Regions from separate parts of the Zea mays genome. Here region 1 is linked to region 2. Evidence: chromatin contacts called from public Hi-C data. All regions are on one chromosome and are shown on one strand. The core of a region is the stretch at or near the end of the contact, and the rest is flanking DNA. Distances in the headings are between cores, read along the strand shown. Region 1 holds the start of LOC103631075 (B3 domain-containing protein Os06g0107800). Region 2 holds the start of LOC100284304 (60S ribosomal protein L9-like).

Region 1 (4,205 bases), core at 644-3,143, 220 kb before region 2:
TTAGCCAAATGGGAAATTTGCTGAGTACATTGAAGTGCACTCACCCTTGCTTTACAAACCACCCCACCCCAGGTTGTCCCCACTATACTCAGTGCTCAGGAGGTGAAGCTGGTAACATGGAGGACTTTGAGGAGTTCCAGGACTACGACGAGTTCTAGTTTACTTTAGTGGCAAACCCCCAGTCAGCTGCATGTGTAGGCTTATCTTCTACTTTTCGTTTCTCCGCACTTTGATGTTAATGTTAAACACTATAGATATGTATTAGACTCTCTGGATGTCTCAGACACCTTGATGTAATTAAAGTACCTTTCCGCTATTTAATTCGAGCATTGTGTGATGATGTCCAATTATGTATTCGCTGTGTACGTGAGTTCTGATCCTGGCACGTACATGGTTCGCATTCGGTTTACCTTCCAAAACTGGGTGTGACATAAGTGCGGGGCATCGGACAATAGGTAAGAGGCGGTTGAAGCACGGGGCACGGACACGTCAGAGGCGGGCGGAGCGCAGGCCGGACCGATTGCTGCTCCCTTGTCATAGAGGGGGCCGACGAGCTCCCTTCTGGACGAGCGCGACAGAGGGCCTAGATCGGTGGCGAAGGGAGCTGAGGGCGGCTGTGGAGGAGTGGACACATGAATTATTCAATTGGGTTGAGGACAGGGAAGGCCCCACATGTAAGTATCCAAGGTGATGACGGAAACGACGTTGGAGGCTATTTTGGATGGCTGCGGTGTGTTGATGGGTACAACTGAGAACCGCGCAAAACTAAGGGTCTGTTTGGTTGGGTTGTGGCTGTGAAAAAAGCTGTTGTGGGCTGTGAGCTGTTGGAAAAGCTGTTGTGGGCTGTGAGCTATTAAAAAGCTAAAACCGTTTGGTCGAAACCATTAAAAATCGTTAAAAGTTCTTCGATATATGTTCTCACAGTTTCATCCAAAAGCCACTAAAAGCAGGTCTATGGGTGCTTTCATTTTTGCACTGCGAGAAAGTCGGTTTTTAGAAAAAGTTGCTTCATGGATTCAACCCTTTGGTTTGGCTTTTGGATTTTAGGGGGCAAAAGCCAAACCAAACACACAATAAGGGTAGCGCTAAGGAGTGAGTACCAACTAAGGGTAGCAGTATAAAAAACTTTTTTTTACCGAGGGATTTTTGCTTGGCACTCGGCAAAGAACTTATTTGTTGAGTGCCCCAAAGAAAACAGTCGGCAAATCATTTGGCACTTGGTAAAGATCCAAATTTCGGTAGTGGTGATAGGTTGTTTGCCATCCATATTGTACACTAGCTACGCCAAAAACTGCTTGTTCATTCATAGGCAACATGCACGTCACTGCTGATTGGGTCTATAGGTATAGATGGCCAACCGGGCCGGCCCGGTCCCGGCAAGGCCCATGGTCGGTACGGCCCAGCTAATGAAACGTACCGTGCAAGATGGGCCGACGTGCCGCTACCGCGGCCCAGGCACGGCACTGTGGCTCATCTAAGTATATTATATAATTTAGCAAAAAATGTGTAGTTGTGGAGGTTTGAACTCACAACCTAGTGTATAAGTAACTTAAATGCATCTATCTATCCAATGCGGCTATAGTTTTATTGTGTTTTATGTTGAATTCTTATACTTAATATATGTATCGTGCCCGTGCCACCACTACGAGTCGAGATAGTGGTACAGGCACGGCATTATAGCCGTGTCGTGCCAGGCACGAGTACTATACTAGCCGGGCCGGGTCGTGTCTGGGCCGTGCTTTTTCGTGTCGTGCCTGGGCTGGCCTAACGTGTTAGTGTCAAATGGTCATCTATAACTATAGGTATAGACGGACAGACAGACAACGCAGCGGTAGGTGGTCACCATCCATGCACCCCCACCCAGGTCGTCCAAATCCCTTCCCTTCCCTCCCGCTATAAATAAATTCTGATCAGACGAGGCAGGCAGCGGCGGATTCATCAGCTACCTAAGCTCGCTAGCAGATCGATAGATATATAGCTGGAATCGATCCACTGCACTGCATCCATCATCAGCCGCTTTGCATGCACATGGCCCTGACAACGCTCACGCTGGAGCTGGAGTCGGCGGCCGGCGACTACAGCCACAGCCACAGCAGGCGGGAGCGCATGTTCGAGAAGGTGGTGACGCCGAGCGACGTGGGCAAGCTGAACCGGCTGGTGGTGCCGAAGCAGTTCGCGGAGCGCCACCTGCCGCTGCGCGGCGCGGCGGCCAGGTCGCGGGGCATGGTGCTGTGCTTCCACGACGACGCGCGCGGCGGCGAGGCGTGGCGCTTCCGCTATTCATACTGGAGCAGTAGCCAGAGCTACGTCATCACCAAGGGCTGGAGCCGCTACGTCCGCGACAAGCGGCTTGCGGCGGGGGACACCGTCGCCTTCTGCCGCGACGGCGCCAGGCTCTTCATCGACTGCCAACGGCGGCGCAGGACTACTACTCGTAGAAGCGGATCAGAGGGCGCGGTGGTTCTTCCGGCCCCGGCGATTGGCGCCGCCGTGCCGCCGATGTGCCAGCTGCAGATGACGGTCGTCTTCCCGGCCGGCCAGCACCAGCAGGCGGCGGTGGCCATGAAAAAAGAAACAGCTGCGGCACAACAGGAGGATGACAACGAGGTGCAGCGGCGGCGCGGGCGGTGCCTACGGCTGTTCGGCGTCAACCTGCTGGACGAGCTTCGCACCGAGCCGCTGCTGCTTGATCTGCAGCTTTGACGACGCCACGTACATTAATTAGTTTGCATCACAGAATTGGATTCGATTCTTGTAGAGCATCGCTAGCATGTATAATGCATGAACCATGAACTCGAGAACGCCGGTCCGGTGTTTTCATCATGGACATCGAACCTAATCCCAATCCCCAATTATTAATTGGAGCATTACTACGACGCTAGTTGACCCTCAACAATACTACATTCCAAATTACAGGGATTTATTGCATTATATAGATCATAGGTTTATGCCCGTGCGTTACCGCGGGAGTAAAATTTTTTAATGAAACACAGATACGCAACGACAAACATCACTATATTATACAAAATCCGTATGTTAAAATATCACCGTAACACTAATACTATATTGACGATATAATTATATAATATTATTATAAATATACCGATATAAATTGATTGAAATGATGTAGAACAAACGTTATCAATATCACACAAATTATTTCTAAAGAGTCGATATAAAATTTTTAATGACCGACAAACATGTCGATAATTATACACTAATCTAATTCTTTTTAGCGATATTGATAAGTATCAACAAAAGCACATCTATTGACAAGGACCAAACTGAATGTGACCATAGCAGAAAAGAGGATAAAAAGAGTGATATGTTAACTGCCCATAATACCCAAAATACCAGCACACTAAATTAGGGACAGGATGAAACAAGTAGAACTGAAAAAAATCGTGAACCAAGTGGGAGAAGGCCAAAATAAGCAGATAGATATGCTTGTAATTGAGGATAAATCAAATATGTTTTCTTAACAAGCTACCAAGGATATAGTCAAGCGCGCACGCATACTATTGGCGGGCGCTCTAGTTCACATCCATTAGGAATTTTTTGGCAACATTGTCGAGTATCTTACTCGGATAAAGACTATTGTTTACCAGGGCTATTTGAAGCAGTAGGACTCCAATTCTACATGAATAACATGGTTCCGAGCTCACATGATTATGATTTTGTGTACAACCGTAGAGAGACATAGTGAAAAAGTACAATTCTAGACTCACAATATGTCTGACATAAATCACTTTCGGACACTTCTTCCCAAAAAAAAGATATTTGCACTCTACCTACATATGCCACAATAGACTATCGCCAAGTTAGATATAATATAATAATGATTGCTCTTTGATGTGACCGTACAGTTCTTTGTGGAATGGATGGTCAAGGGAGAAGCAGTTGTTGTCGACGTCGGTAGATGTTTTTTATGATCCAGAGCTTTCCCGGTGGCAGAATTGGGGGGTGATGAGTAGTCCATGATCTACAAACATTAAGCCCCACAGTTGTTTTACTGAAGGAAGAATACATGTGCAAGATACTAATAGTATTGTATTGCACCCAGAAATGACAAGTGAAGCCAACGAGAAAGAATATGTTTCCAGTTATTTACCTTTAGAATCAGAAGTTAATCTCTCCCATAGCTAGTTAAAACTCTAACCTTCTTTTTTGTCCTCTCCTGCAATAAGGGCTTCACAACCTAGCAG
Region 2 (4,395 bases), core at 1,162-3,661:
GCACCTGTATAACTTATACACTAGAGCAAACTAGTCAGTCCAATATTTGTGTTGGGCAATTCAACCACCAAAATTATTTAGGAACTAGGTGTAAGCCTAATTCCCTTTCAATAGCCACGTCAGCTTTTCTATTTCAGAATTAAGTAATTCACGCGGATTTATTTCAACGCTCAGAAAACACACAACATGATAATTAAAATAAAATTACATAACTCTAATCGGACTCCTCGATCTCATCCTCATCTTCCTCCTCTTCACGTTCCGCTTCCGGTTCCTCTTCTTCGTCATCTAGCAGACCAAGTTCTTTTTCGACCATCTTTACGGCCCTGCCATGGGTACGTCTTTCAGCCGGGTCCATATCTCTGGTTGATCGGCCCTTTAGGATGTTCCATTGCTTCAAAAGCTTGGCCTTCACTAATCCACCCCACAAGTTATTCATTTTGAATGCTTCACTTGTTGATTCGCTGCTCATGGCTTCCTTCCCTTTCCCCTTCGTCTTTGTCTTTCGCGCAGCCGCCTTTGCCCTATCACGCCCCACTGGTCGGGGCACTTCCTCCTCGGTGTCTTCAGTGCCTCCAGAACTATATTCACCAGAGACTCCGAGTCGGGTTCTCTTATTCGCAGTCGAATCAGATCCACTACCAAGACCATGCTTTGCTGACCACTTGGGCTCGTGGCGAACAACTTGCCACCATTTTCCTCAGCTTGGTTTTCAGATCCAACAGATAAAGGTGCAACTGGAGGAGGTGCTCCATACGTAGGTGGAGCATATGGATGAAGTGCTCCATACGGAGGTGGAGCATATGGAGCATAAGGAGGTACTCCATACGGAGGTGGAGCATATGGAGGAGGGGCGTATGGAGGTATCTGGAAAGAAGCTTGACTTCCGTCCGCAGCAGGTGGGGGAGGGGCATACGGACGTACCGGGAATGAGGCTTGAATTCTGGCTTGAGAAGTTGAAGGTTGACTATATGAAGACAACGGATATTGATACAAATGATAGGGATAAGGGTATGGTGGTGGACGTGCAGCCGGAAATAATGCACGGGGGAGTGAGGCTAAAACATCGGAGCGACGATGTAGTGAAGAAGACTCATCTAACAGAAGGGTTGTAGGTGACCCATCGGACTGCAAGAGATCCGTGAAGGTGTTCAAATCTGGGGACCAACCCGACATTGTGTGAAGAAAGAGGAGTTTGGAAGAGAAAAATGAGATGAAATGGTGTGTAGAATGAGCTCCACCTGGGTAGGGGTATATATAGAGGGATTGGGGATGAAATTTGTGATTTTTTGCATTTTTTTCGAATTTTTTGGACTCCAAACGGTCAAAAACGGCTAGTTGCAACGGCTAGCACACGTGGACCAATCGGATCGCGACACATGGACCAATCAGATCGCGCCACGTCGCTCTCGCCCCGCCAGTGCCTCGCCTCCCTCTCGCCCGCATCTCGCCCGGGCGGGCGCTCCAGCGCGGGCGAGAGCGAGGCGATACCGCCCGCTCTCGTCGGGCGCGAGCGCCATCGCCCGGCGCCGGCCTCTCGCCCACCTCTCGCCCGCGCGCGAGCGGCAGCGGCCTCTTCTCGCCCGCGCTGCAGCCCGCACTGCCACCAGCCTTAATACACATCTTCCTATTACAGGTGGGCTTAATTGGTGACCCACTGTGGGCCGAACACAGCCGGGTTTGCCTTGCGCACCCTTCCGCTCCTGCGTAGCCTATCAACTTGCACATCATCGTGCTCCTGTCTTGCTTCTGATTCAGCAAGGTAGTGTTTGGTTGAAGAGCCAAGTAGAACGGAGCCGTTCTGTCCTAGTTTTGTTGCTGTTTGGCTACAAAGTAACTAGAACGGAATGACTCCAATTAGGGAATATTCTCCTCAGATCCGGAACCATTCCGCTCCAAAAAAATCAACCGGACGGAGCCGCTCCGTTCTCATCCCGCTCTCACAGTCACGCTCTGTTCCGTTCACTCTGCAACCAAACAAAAAACAGAGCCGCTCCGTTCCAGATTACCAAACACAGAACAGAGCGACTCCGTTCCTAGAATCAGGAATGGAACGGCTCCGTTCTACTTGGCTCCTCAACCAAACACTACCAACTGAAGAAGCAGTGCTGACAGTGTGTGTCTGCGACTCTACTTCCAGGAGCTCGCTGTGTGTGAATGTCGTCGGTCGAGAACACGATGGCGATGAGTGACGCGACGTGAACCTCGAAGGAGTAAGGTACAGCGAGTGAGAGTGAGAGGGCGCCCTTGCCAAAAGTGTGATCTGAAGCCCAGCCGAGTGACCAAGTAGCATTACAGGCCCACCTGACCACTTGACCAGCAAACTGCAAACCAACCCTAAAGCCACCGATCCGACGGCGGGGATCGACCGATCAAACCACAAAACCCTACCCCTGGCCGCCCCTTTTTTATATAAAAGGATCGCCCTCCGCGCGCCGCCGCTCCTTCGCAAACCCTCCTACCCCATTCCGCCGCCCGCCCCGCGACCCCGAGGAGGAGGCAAGATGAAGACGATCCTGGCGTCGGAGACGATGGACATCCCGGAGGGCGTCACAGTGACGGTGGCGGCCAAGCTGGTGACGGTGGAGGGCCCCCGCGGGAAGCTCACCCGGAACTTCAAGCACCTCAACCTCGACTTCCAGCTGCAGGAGGGCGGCCGCAAGCTCAAGGTGGACGCATGGTTCGGCACCCGCCGCACCATGGCCGCCATCCGCACCGCCATCTCCCACGTCCAGAACCTCATCAAGGGGGTCACCAAGGGCTACCGCTACAAGATGAGGTTTGTCTACGCCCATTTCCCCATCAACGCGTCCATCACCAACTCCAACACCGCCATCGAGATAAGGAACTTCCTCGGCGAGAAGAAGGTACACCCTACACACATATCTCTGTTTCGTGCGTGCGTCGAAGCAGATCAGATCTGGGAGGTTGCGATGTGTTCTGACCTGTGTCTGTCTGACTGCTTGGTGGTGATCCCGGGGTCGATCAGGTCAGAAAGGTGGACATGCTTGACGGCGTGACCATCCTCCGCTCCGAGAAGGTCAAGGACGAGCTTATTCTCGATGGCAACGACGTCGAGTTAGTCTCTCGCTCCGCCGCCCTCATCAACCAGGTGAATCCCGGCTTGCTTCGCTCATCATCTCTTACTATTACACATGAACCATTACATATGAGGTTGCTGCTGCTATATGCAGTGTCTGGTGTGCTTTGATGTGGTAGATCGTGAACCTTGCATTTATAATTGCTCTGCTATGAAGCAAGTGCCGCTGTTTAGTTAGTTAAACCTTAGCATTCCAAATAGTTAAACCTTAGCATTCCGATTGGAATGCCGACTTGCCGAGGTTTAATCATATTGGCTGCCCTTAAATGTTAATGAGCCAGGTGGTTTTGGCTTCAAATATGTAGGCATATCACATTTTTAAGGTGACATGGCATTATCTAGTGCGCCAAGATCAAATACAAACAAGAACTCAAGCACCGTCTTATATGTAAAGATATATGTCCATCGTCCATCCATTTGTTAAGCAATTTTTGTCTATGGTTAGTGTGCTCTCAACAAGTCAGTAGGCATTTTATAGGCTCGCTGTGGGTTGTATTTGGTAATACTGACCACCTCTTGCTCATGCCATGATATTTTACACATGGCATGTCTTGGTTCTTGTTTGTGTTTTGATCTTTGATTTGATCTCAAGTACATCATTTGTTTTTACTAGCTTTGTCTTTCAGATTTTGCTGTTATATAATTCACGTTACTATAGCGGATTGATGTGCTACTGAACATTTTCTCTCCATTTCTCTACAGAAATGCCATGTCAAGAAGAAGGATATCAGGAAGTTTTTGGATGGTATCTATGTGAGCGACAAGGGTGTGATCGAAGAGGAGCAGTGAGGGACAATTAGTTGTTATCGTTTGAGTTGGAATTATTGTTTGGTTTGCAATTTTCTCAAGGTGAACTTTGTAATCGGTTAGGATGTGTTGTGGACCATTATCTTATCCTACAATATTATCGTATCTGTTTAAGAATATGAAGCTTGTTTATCATTTCCTAAAAGGATCTGGTCGACGAGGTTACTAAAACAGGTGAAGGTTAAAGGTTTAAACGTAGCTTTAAACAATATAGTAAAATATTAATATATTATAGTTTCAGACAATAATATGAAGCTAAATACCAAACAATCAACATTGTTCACATAATAATATTCTGCAAAATGATATCTCTACAACTGGTCAACTGCACAAGTTCAACTAATAGTAAGTTGACAAACGCAAACAAAATAGAATGAAATCTATAAACATAACAAAAAAAGCAAATAGAGTGGAATGCAATGTTCACAAAATCAAGCACACAAGCGTTATCTAGTCTCCCTTTATTATATGTTAATAACCATCATCTA

Evidence for each region. Hi-C and Micro-C count contacts between places; a contact is called where the count stands out from the background.
Region 1: a Hi-C map of endosperm shows a contact between it and region 2, with 2.8 times the contacts expected there. The contact joins the promoter of LOC103631075 here to the promoter of LOC100284304 in region 2. A contact is called at or near these places in 2 of 25 Hi-C or Micro-C datasets (endosperm and tassel).

Annotation. Positions count from the first base shown.
Region 1 is chr6:65,749,466-65,753,670 of Zm-B73-REFERENCE-NAM-5.0, reverse strand. LOC103631075 (B3 domain-containing protein Os06g0107800) reads left to right here and starts at 1,893. Exons shown (of 1, transcript XM_008652079.2): 1 at 1,893-2,881. The coding sequence starts at 2,023. The coding sequence ends at 2,703.
Region 2 is chr6:65,527,278-65,531,672 of Zm-B73-REFERENCE-NAM-5.0, reverse strand. LOC100284304 (60S ribosomal protein L9-like) reads left to right here and starts at 2,411. Exons shown (of 3, transcript NM_001374378.1): 1 at 2,411-2,867; 2 at 2,990-3,112; 3 at 3,803-4,039. The coding sequence starts at 2,505. The coding sequence ends at 3,889.